Regions from separate parts of the Sus scrofa genome. Here region 2 is linked to region 1. The links are chromatin contacts, called in public Hi-C maps. All regions are on one chromosome and are shown on one strand. The core of a region is the stretch at or near the end of the contact, and the rest is flanking DNA. Distances in the headings are between cores, read along the strand shown.

Region 1 (4,780 bases), core at 1,088-3,587:
TACCAGAGCAGAGGGAGGCCCTCCTTGCAGACATCCCACCTCCCACACACCTGGGTCGAAACAACAGGTAGTCCAAATTGGGACCCGCCCAGGCATAGGTCACAGAAAATGAAAGTGACAACCACACTGCTCTATGGATACCACAGTGTTCAAGGTCCAGTGGCACATTCTGTCCTGAGCTCACAATTCTTGTCCTAGCTGTGTGTTCTAAGTGCTGCAGCTCTGTGGAAACACACCAATGCCTGGTCCCACCCAGTTGGATGAAAACTCTCTCTTTAGGGCTGGAAACCACCATATAGACCTGAGAGCAGACGCCCGCCCCGGTGTGCCCAACAGGCACCACCCTCACCCGTGGAACTCCTCTGTGCGGTCTCCAGCAGCAGTGACCATCACACAGTGCCGCAGCAGGGTCCCCAGGTGCCGGTAAAGTGCAGTGTCTTCCTGACCAAAGAGAAAGGGGTGCCTGTGAGAGAAAGTGCCACTCACCCCCACTGCTGCCTGCTGAACATCTACTGCCTGGCCCACGGCCAGACCTCATGCAGGCCATGCATCTCCTCCACCACACCTGGCTGCTCAGCCTCACTTATGTGACCTTAAGAGCACTCTCGTGGTTAGGGACATCAACAGGTCCCTTTGGGATGAAGTCACTCTGTGCTCTCGCCCCCCGCCCCCCGAAGAATCTCCTACAGCCTGCCCCCACACCACACAGCACTCCTGGTGTTGCAAGAGCCAGATACGCGCTCTGATTCCTCGATGCCCTTATACGGAACGGGCACCTCCCTGCCTCCTCCTGACAAGCGCTGCTGTGCAGATGTCCTCCTGGTCCGACACCCAGAAACTTGAGGGTACCTGGCAGAGAGGCAGGTCCCGGAAGCATCCTAGTTGTTAAGCCCAACCGAAGGCTGAGGCCAGCCCTCACCTCATCCACCTCCCTCTTGATGGAGTCGAAGGTGATGTTGAAAAGCACTTTGAGGATCTCCATGGCCCGTTCGGTCTCCTGGGAAGGAAGGAGTTCCGGGGGTCCCTCTCCAGGGGTCATTCCCAGCGTCAGCTCCAGTGCCTCGGTCAGCAGGTGCACTCCCTGCAGCTCCTCAAACAGCTGCCTGCGCACATCAGTGCGAAGCGCCGTTAGCAAGAAGAGGAGGCGCAAGTCAAAGAACTGGACGTCATGCGGGAAGCTGCTCTGGCGGTACAGTCTCACTCGCTCTGCGAGCCTCACCACTAGCCCCGCCTCTGCGGCGAGCACCTGTGCCACGGAGCTGCTCAGCACGAGGTTGCACAGGCACTTAAGGGACTCGAGCACAACATCCATGTCCAGAGTCTCAGGACACGACCCCTTCGAAGCAGAGATGCCAGCATAGCAGGCAAGCGCTTGCAGGCTCTGGCGGCTGGTGAACGAGTCCAGGCAGCTGCGGTCCCTCGACAGGATGCGGATGCTCTGCAGCCAGATGACTCGGCGGGAAGGTGACAAGCCCTGCTCCAGGACTGAGACCAGCAGCTCCGCCAGTCTCTGTGGGCAGGGGAATAGAGCGGTTCCATCAGGCTCCTCTACCTGGGCCACCCGTCCCTGCCCCTTTACCCTTGATAAGCACCCACCTTCCTGTCCTCCTGTTGGGCATCGTCAAACGTGAAGCTCTGGGAGTTCTGCAAACAGACCCAGAAGATTAGGAGGCACAGGTCCACCGAAGCAGAATCCGAGCTCCAAGGCCGCAGACACCGCTCTCAATAGACAGGGCTCCCTTTCCCCACGGCACCCCCAGCAACTCTTCAAAGACTCGGTGCCCCTCCCCGCCGTGCTCGCCAACACCCTCAGCCTTCCGCCACGCTCACCACTCACACCCTCCCCGCCGGCCACGCGCGCGGGACCCACCCAGCCCCACCTCCTCCCTGCGCGTCCCACGTCCATAGCTCCCGCTCACCTCCCGGTTGTAGGCGCGCAGAGCCTCCATAACCACGTCCTCCTCCCCCGTCTCTATAGCATCCACTACCGCCCGAGGCTCCATGGCGCTCCCGGGACCCCGGCCCGAGGAAGCGGAAGGTACCTCGCTCCAAGGCTCTGGGCCCCAGACGGCCCGCCCGGCCCTAGCTCGGCGCGCGGGGGAGGCCGGGAAGGGGCGTGCGCGGCGCCGCGCGGGCGGGGGCCCGGGCTGCGCGCGGCGCCGCGCGGGGCGGGGGCCCGGGCTGCGCGCGGCGCCGCGCGGGGCGGGGGCCCGGGCTGCGCGCGGCGCCGCGCGGGGCGGGGGCCCGGGCTGCGCGCGGCGCCGCGCGGGGCGGGGGCCCGGGCTGCGCGCGGCGCCGCGCGGGGCGGGGGCCCGGGCTGCGCGCGCCTTAAAGTGGAGAGGCCTAGAAGAGCCCTCGGGAATTTAAAGGCTTTGATGTCTAGTCACGTTGCCTTTCAGTGTCCGACTCAGTGGTTATCCGACCACGGGCCTGAATCGCTCCGGCTCCGAGCAGTGAATTCCCTACGGGAGAGGGCCTTAGCTTCTCACCCCGCTATTACACGCACACTACACCCCTCTTGATGTACAGAACGAATGAGATGTTCCGAGGAAAGACGAAGTGGAAAGGACTTTGCAGCCCCGGGACCACTTTGTTTATTAAGCAGGCGTTTGAGGGCCTACAGCATGCAAGGAACCAGGATGTGGGTGAACAGAACCCACAGGTCCTTGCCTTCGTGGAGCTTATATTGCAGAGGTGAAAACAAAAACGGGAAAACGGGAAGACTTTAAGCAGTCATAGTGCTGTGATTGAAAAAGGGGCCTGATGGGCTCCAAGGGGATTTGAATAAGTGTCGCTTTTGCTGAGACCAGAGGAAGAAGTGAGCCAGGAAGGGATGTGGGGGAAGTTCATTCAAGGCCGAAGGAGCCGGCAGAGTAAAGGTGGGAATGGCCGTTGTAGGAGAAAGAGATCATTGTTGGGGCTGAGAGACAGGGGAGAGTGGGGAGGGAAGGTCCAGGTCAGGATGAAGGCAAAGCCTGATCATGTGCAGGGACTTCCTGGCTGTGTAAGCAGACACATCTTCTGGCCTGGACCCAGTTCCCTCTTTTGAAAAGCAGAGATGATAAAAGGTCCCATTTCGGTGGGTTGTCAGCACTAAACGACACAGAGTGAATGCTCCATTACAGTGGGTGAATAACATATACTCCACCCACTGCGCAACAAGCCTTTGTTGAGCATCTATTTTGTGCCAGACCCCTTGTCAGTGCCCGGGTGCAAGGTCGCAGCACCGGCTCCTCCTGCCCCTAACTCCCCTCACGCTCCCACTCTTCTTCCTGATTTCCCGTTTTCCTTCAAGTGCTTCATCCCTGAGATTTTTGCAGCGCTCGCTTGTTCCAGGCACTGATCCCCTCTTTATCCCGCCGGCAGCATCTGGAGCGTGCTTCACACCGAGTCCTCGCCTTAACCGCACCGCAGCCGGGCGGGCCTCGGACCCCGGGCCGTGTCGCCGCGAGGAGCCTCTCTCGCCTGAGAAAGGGCCGTGAGCTCTTTCCAGTTAGGATTTGACACCGCCTTCGGCAGGAATGGCCGCGGAATTGTCTGTCGGCACCATGATGCTATTAAAAACGATAACCTTCCAGCAGTCCCAGGAGCGAACCAGCGGCCCTGTTCACAAGGCAGGCGGTGGAGGAAACGTCAGTTCTTCTCCGTCCAGCCCGCTCGCCCGCTCGGCCGGAAGTTGGAGGGCCCCGGGCGGAAGGGGCGGGACGGGAAGTCCCTCCCCGACGGCTGCGCCACATCCCGGGAGGCTGTAGCTCTGCGGGTCCGTGCTGGGCGCGATGGCGGACTGGGCTCGGGGTGAGCATTGGGGAGCGGAGGCAGGTGGCGGCGGTGCTGGAACCGATGCCGCTGCCTGCAGGAGTCGCTTTCGCCCGCCCCCGCCTCTCTGGGTGGCTTTGGCCGGCAGACACTGAGAACAGGCGGAGCCAGGGCGGCGTGGGTGGGGCCCTCGGGCGGTCTTGCCCGGCTTCTCGGTGAAGCTGCGGGGTCCGGATGTCCGCTGTCCCCACCCCTTCCGCCCTCGTGAGACTGTTCTGCACGGGACCTCAGCCAGACGGGCTGGTCGACTGTTCCGGAGGCCAGCCCCAAGGAGTGAGGGCTGCGCGTGATGGCCCAAGAAGGCCTCGTACCGACTGGGGCTGGGAGTGGCCCACTTGCCCTCTGGGAACCCCTGTTCTTATCTGCGAAGTGGGATGCTGATGCTTGTTTCCGCTGGGCTTGCGGCATTTACAGATTTAATGGATGAAAGCGGTTGGTAGGATGCTAACATCTCGTGGCATCTTTACACATCCATGATTTCTAGGGTTGTGATCCTATTAGATGAGCCTCCCTGAGACATCTGGCCCACGGCAAATCTGGCCTGTGAACTTGGGGAGGCAGTTCTCATCTACTTGATAGGATGGTTATACCAAGTCAAGTCATAAGTCCCAGCCCCTGTCCTGGGCCAGGTCTCAGCAACCACTGCTCTGGGTGTTGTGTAAGGCTCTGTGTAGGATGCAGAGCTGAGCAGATCTATGCCCTGCTCGTGAGATCGACCTCCCCTTCTGTTCATGACTTTTTCCTAAGTCCTTGCCAGAGTTTACTGGTTTTCTCTGAGAACAGGTCCCCTCTACGTCGCTGGTGACATCTGGGCTGACATACCAGTCCATCCAGAGGGGATGGTACAGGTTTTGTCACAGAGTATCAGAAGGTGCTGCCCACCCATCCGGGCTTGGATGCCTACACAGAACAAGTGCTCTCGCACGCTGTCCTTCACGCGGCTGTCTCGTGTGTGAAGTTCACG
Region 2 (4,633 bases), core at 1,784-4,283, 150 kb before region 1:
ATGTGCAACAGCCAAGACATGGAAGCAACCTAAATGTCCGTTGACAGAGGAGTGGATCAAGAAGAGGTGGTCCATATACACAATGGAATATTACTCAGCCATTAAAAGGAAAGAAATAATGGCATTTGCAGCAACATGGAGGGACCTAGAAATTATCATGCTAAGTGAAGTTAGTCAGACAGTGAGACACCAGCATCATATGTTATCACTTATATGTGGAATCTAAAAAAAGGACACAGTGGACTTCTTTGTAGAACAGATACTCCTGACTCACAGAGTTGGAAAAACATATGGTTTCCAGAGGAGACAGGTTGGGGGGTAGGGGATGGGCCGGGGTTTGGGATGGACATGCTGTAAAATTGGGTTGTGATGATCACTGGACACCTGTAAATGGAATAAAATCCACTGAGTAATAAAAAATAAAAATATTGAGTCGGCCTTTCATACCTGGAATAAATTCCACTTAGTAGTAAGTAACTATTTTGCGTGCATAATTAATTGTTGGATTTAATTTGCTAATATTTTGTTGGGAATTTTTGCATTTATAGTGAGAGATGTCGGTCTGTGGTTTTCTCTTCTTCTTGTATCTTTGTCTGTTTTTGGTTTTATTAGGTTAATTTTGGCCTCAAAATGAGGAAGCGTGCTCTTTGTTTCTATTTTCCAGAAAAGAGTGCAGATAATTGGTGTCATTTCCTCCTTAAGTGTTTGGTACAATTCACCAGTGGAACAATCTGGGCCTGAGGCTTTCTTGTTTGGAAGAGTATTAATTACTGATTCAGTTTTTACTAGAAATAGAGCTATTTGTGTGAGTTTTCATAGTCTGTGTCTTTCAAGGAATTTGTCCATGCCATCAAAGTTGTCACATCTGTGGGCACAGGGTTCACAGTGTCCCGTCATGACCCTTAATGTCTGTGGAAACTGCAGTCTTGGGTTAGGCTGGGTGCAGCAACTCAGGCTGCAGATGCTTGGTGATATTGCTCCCATGGCTTAAGCAAACCCATGTGCCAGTGATCCAGACCAAATTCAACCCGGGTTTCCTGTTCAGACGTGGGGAGGGGGGGCCTCAGATGCTTTTCCATGGGGAATGGGGCTGCCTTCTAGCCATCGTCAACTCTATTGCTTCCTAACCTCTATCTCCAGCTATGTCCTCTCATCAGACCCCCAGGTTGTGTCCTGTCTCCTGTCTCCTCTCTCCATGCCCAGGGACAATAGTTCGAACCCCATCTACCAGGTGGGTGAGACAGCCCTGCCCAAGGTCGGCACCTGTGTGGGTCCCGATGGACAGCAGATGGCTTGGGCTTGTGTTGGCTGAGGGGGGAGGATCGCCTCCTGCTGTGTTTGGGTTGATGCCACCGGCAGGCCCTCAGAAAAGAAGCTAAGGGTCATCTGAGATGTGGCCTGCACCACTCTGGGACTCCTGAAGACCTGAGCCAGCATCCTGGGAGCAAGGCGGAGGCCAGTTCTGTGGGTCACCTTACCCTGCGGGTGGACAAATGGGACATGCATGGGACACAGTGAGCAGGTGGCCCAGCCCGCCAGCACCTCTGACCTGTGCCAATTTGAGTTTGGCTGAGGGTAGGATTGTTGAGGGAGGCTGGTGGCTGCAGGCCCCATGCGTCCCATGTGTCCTTGCTGAATGGCCAGATTGTGGGGTCCACTGTCTGAGGCTGAGTAGTTTCTGTAGCCATCGCTGACACCCCCAGCCAAGTCAAGGGGACCCAGAAGGACCACCACTGACTGCCTCCTCCTGGAGCAGGGACTTGGTGGATTTTCTGCTTGCCCCACAGCCCTGGGTCCCTCAGCGGTGACATGACCCACTGCATGCCGCCCATCACACCACCCCTGGGACACGGGGCAGGATCTGGTGCTGCCGTGTGAGGCCGTATGCCATGACCCCACTTCTCGCTGTCTCCCATCGGCACCTGTTGAGTGGAGAGAGGCTTATTCCTGGCATCCTCTGTGAGGCTGCAGTTCTGCCTGGGTCATGGGCAGCTCAGCCCCTGCATGCACCACTCATCCAGGACCCGACCAGCATCATGCAGGCCTTGCCACTGCCCTGTGGCTGCTCTGAGTCCCCGCCCCCACCCAGATCTGGCCTCTGACCACTTCCTCTCTGGATTCCCTTTTCTGGAGGGATACACTGCCTTTCTGTGCCCCAGGGCCTTTGTATGGCTGTCTCCTCTAGCCAGAATGTTCCCCGCAGCTCCTCCCTTAGAGGCTTTCATCCCTGGCTCTCACTAGCCGCACTTTCTTAGAGATCCCTCACTTCCTCCCATGTCATCACAAGGTGTGAGTCGCAGGGCTTCGTGTTCCTCCTGGCGCTTACCAAATCCCGAACGTAACCTCCTACTACTTATTTGTTGCTCTTTTTAGGGCCGCACCTGCAGCATGTGGAGGGTCCCGGGCTAGGGGTGGAATCGGAGCTGCAGCTGGGGGCCTGCCCCACAGCCACAGCAGTGCGATCCCAGTGGGATCTGTGACCATGCCGCAGCTCGTGGCGATGCCGGATCCTTAACTTGTGAGCCGTGGTAGCAACTCCATATCCTCCTTTCTTGTTTTAAACTTTAAAAATTGCGGTGTGGTTGATGTTTCCTGCTTGCTTATTTGTTTGTATTTTTGTCTTTTCCCTACTGCGCTTTAAGCTCCTTGAGGGCAGGGCTGGTCCTTCCTCCCAGCATGTCCCGAACTCCTTGTGAGGGCAGGGTGTCCTGCCCAGCTGGGGGACTCCCTGGAGGAGCTGGGCAGTCTCTTCCTGCAGACGCTGGTCCTGACCCCACAGCAGCAGGGCTTGTCCAGCCACCATTCCTTCCACATCTCTGCAGGTCCCTCTCCATCAGCGCTGGGTCAACAGCCCCAGGCTAAGACAAGAACCCCTACTTGGGTCCAGCAACCCTTCCCTGTCCCTGCAGCCGCGTTTTGTCCTGGAGGCCACCAGGTGGCGTCGCAGGCCCACGCGTGATCGGCGAGGACTGCGGAGGCGCCCCGGCTCCTGTCTCCAGGAGGCGGTGGGGCGGGGGTCGGAGCCTTTCGGGAGGTAAGGGTTTGCATCTGGCGAGCTGCTGAGGGGGGCCTGAGTCATCCAAGCGGCTCAGGTGGTGTCCTGTGAGGGGGCGGCAAATTCCTGGGGCTGGGAGTGCAGGGACCTGGGGGGGGGGCTGGGGGAACGCGGGGACCGGGAGCACAGGCACCGGGGTGGGGGGCTGGAGGACGCGCGGCGACGGGGAGCGCAGGGACGGGGAGCACAGGGACCAGGGTGGGGGGCGCGGGGACTGAGGACGGGGATCGGGGGCGTGGGGATGGGGAACTCAGGGACCCGGGTGGGGGCGGAGAGCACACGACCGGGCGGGGGCGCGGGAACCCAGGGCGGGGGCGCGGGAACCCAGGGCGGGGGCGTGGCTGCCGCTTCCACCCCCGCCGATTCCCCGAAGTGACGGCGCCGGCTCGCGGGAGGCGGGGGAGCGGGGAGGCCCGGAGGCCGGGAGGCCGGGAAGTGGGAGGGGCGCGGGCGCAAAGGTCTGTCGGGCCCTGAGGGCAGCAGAGCTTTGTTTGTGAGAAGAGGTGAAAGTACAGGAGACGCGAGGGTGGGTTTGTGGGCGTGCTCCCCTCTGAGACCAGCAGAGGAAGAGGGGGGGCGGCGGGGACTGGGGCATCTCCTTTGCTGAACTTGTGACGGGGAGCCCAGCTTAGAAAAGGGGCCACGGGTGGGGCCCCAACATTTCCCCTCAGATCTGAGCCTTGGGGAGCCCCTCCAACCTCCGGCTGCGAAGGCAGCTCCCTGGAGCCTGCCTGAACCTCAGAGCCGGTGAGCCTGCTGGCAGCGGTCTGGGTGCCCTGTCTCCCTAGACCACGGGCCATCTGGTGAGGAGGAGGAGGAGGAGGAGGAGAGGGGCTGCAGGCGGTAGGAGGTGGCCCTTGGGGCAAAGGTGATGTGGGCGCAGAAGCCTTCGATTCCTCTGCTCGGGTCTGCAGGCCCCTGTGGGAACACCCGAGGATGTGTTGTGGGCAGTGGGGTGTTGTTTCCCCCTGACCAGGGGCTCTGTCCTCTAAAACCGTTTTAGGTTCACTTGTCAGCCTGCACGTGGGTGAAATCTCCTGCCTTTCAGCTCCTCCCAGAAGACCCCTCCCAACCTCCAAAGAGATAAGCAGGGCCCAGCCCCCAGGCCCCGGCCTTTGCTTCCTTAACCAGTGTGGCCTGATGCCAAGGTCCCACCAGGCTGCCCCGCTGAGAAGCAGCGTCCACCAGGCTGGGCCCTGCCTCCCTCCAGGTGGCAGCCCTGTGGGGACCCTCTGCGGGGGGCTGGGGGTCTTCGCCCCCTTAACATCTTGACATGGACAAGAACAGACTGTTCTTCAGACGAACTGGGGCCCCGGTTCCCATCTCATCCTGCTTTCCACCCCACCTTACCCTCAACTGCGTCATCCAGTGCAGCGGAAACTACACTTTCCAGCGCCAAGAGGCTGTGATGCTGTGATAGCCCAAATTTGAATATAAACCCTATCCTAGGAGAAATTACGGTACAGGCATTGATTCTTCCTACAGTAATCTAAGCCTCAAAGGAACTGAACTAAAGTTCTCAAGTTCAAATCCAAAAAAAGTTCAAGTACTAGGAAAGAGAACAGTGGCAAATGTTGG

What was found. Hi-C and Micro-C count contacts between places; a contact is called where the count stands out from the background.
Region 2: a contact with region 1 is called in a Hi-C map of liver, with 2.9 times the contacts expected there. The contact joins the enhancer-like site here to the promoter of BET1L in region 1. A contact is called at or near these places in 1 of 5 promoter capture datasets (liver), 11 of 47 Hi-C or Micro-C datasets (alveolar macrophages, embryonic fibroblasts, fetal heart ventricle and 7 more) and 2 of 2 datasets of contacts at active chromatin or transcription factors (alveolar macrophages and skeletal muscle).

Annotation. Positions count from the first base shown.
Region 1 is chr2:29,517-34,296 of Sscrofa11.1, reverse strand. It overlaps BET1L (BET1-like protein), which reads left to right and starts at 2,337. Exons shown (of 3, transcript XM_021082526.1): 1 at 2,337-3,795. The coding sequence starts at 3,777. RIC8A (synembryn-A) reads right to left here and starts at 2,162. Exons shown (of 10, transcript XM_003124225.4): 1 at 1,920-2,162; 2 at 1,597-1,644; 3 at 920-1,510; 4 at 350-441. The coding sequence starts at 2,003.
Region 2 is chr2:177,846-182,478 of Sscrofa11.1, reverse strand. LOC102166195 (a long non-coding RNA gene) reads left to right here. Exons shown (of 4, transcript XR_002341370.1): 2 at 2,823-3,034. It overlaps LOC110259204 (a long non-coding RNA gene), which reads right to left. Exons shown (of 4, transcript XR_002341372.1): 4 at 3,393-4,633. Among named protein-coding and RNA genes, the nearest start is that of B4GALNT4, 13 kb to the left of the region's middle. Within about 2 kb of position 3,033, at least 54 of the 83 cell types and tissues checked have an H3K27ac peak or open chromatin away from gene starts, as enhancers often do. A contact at or near this core is called in liver, mesenteric adipose tissue, retroperitoneal adipose tissue and 2 more, where this site is marked.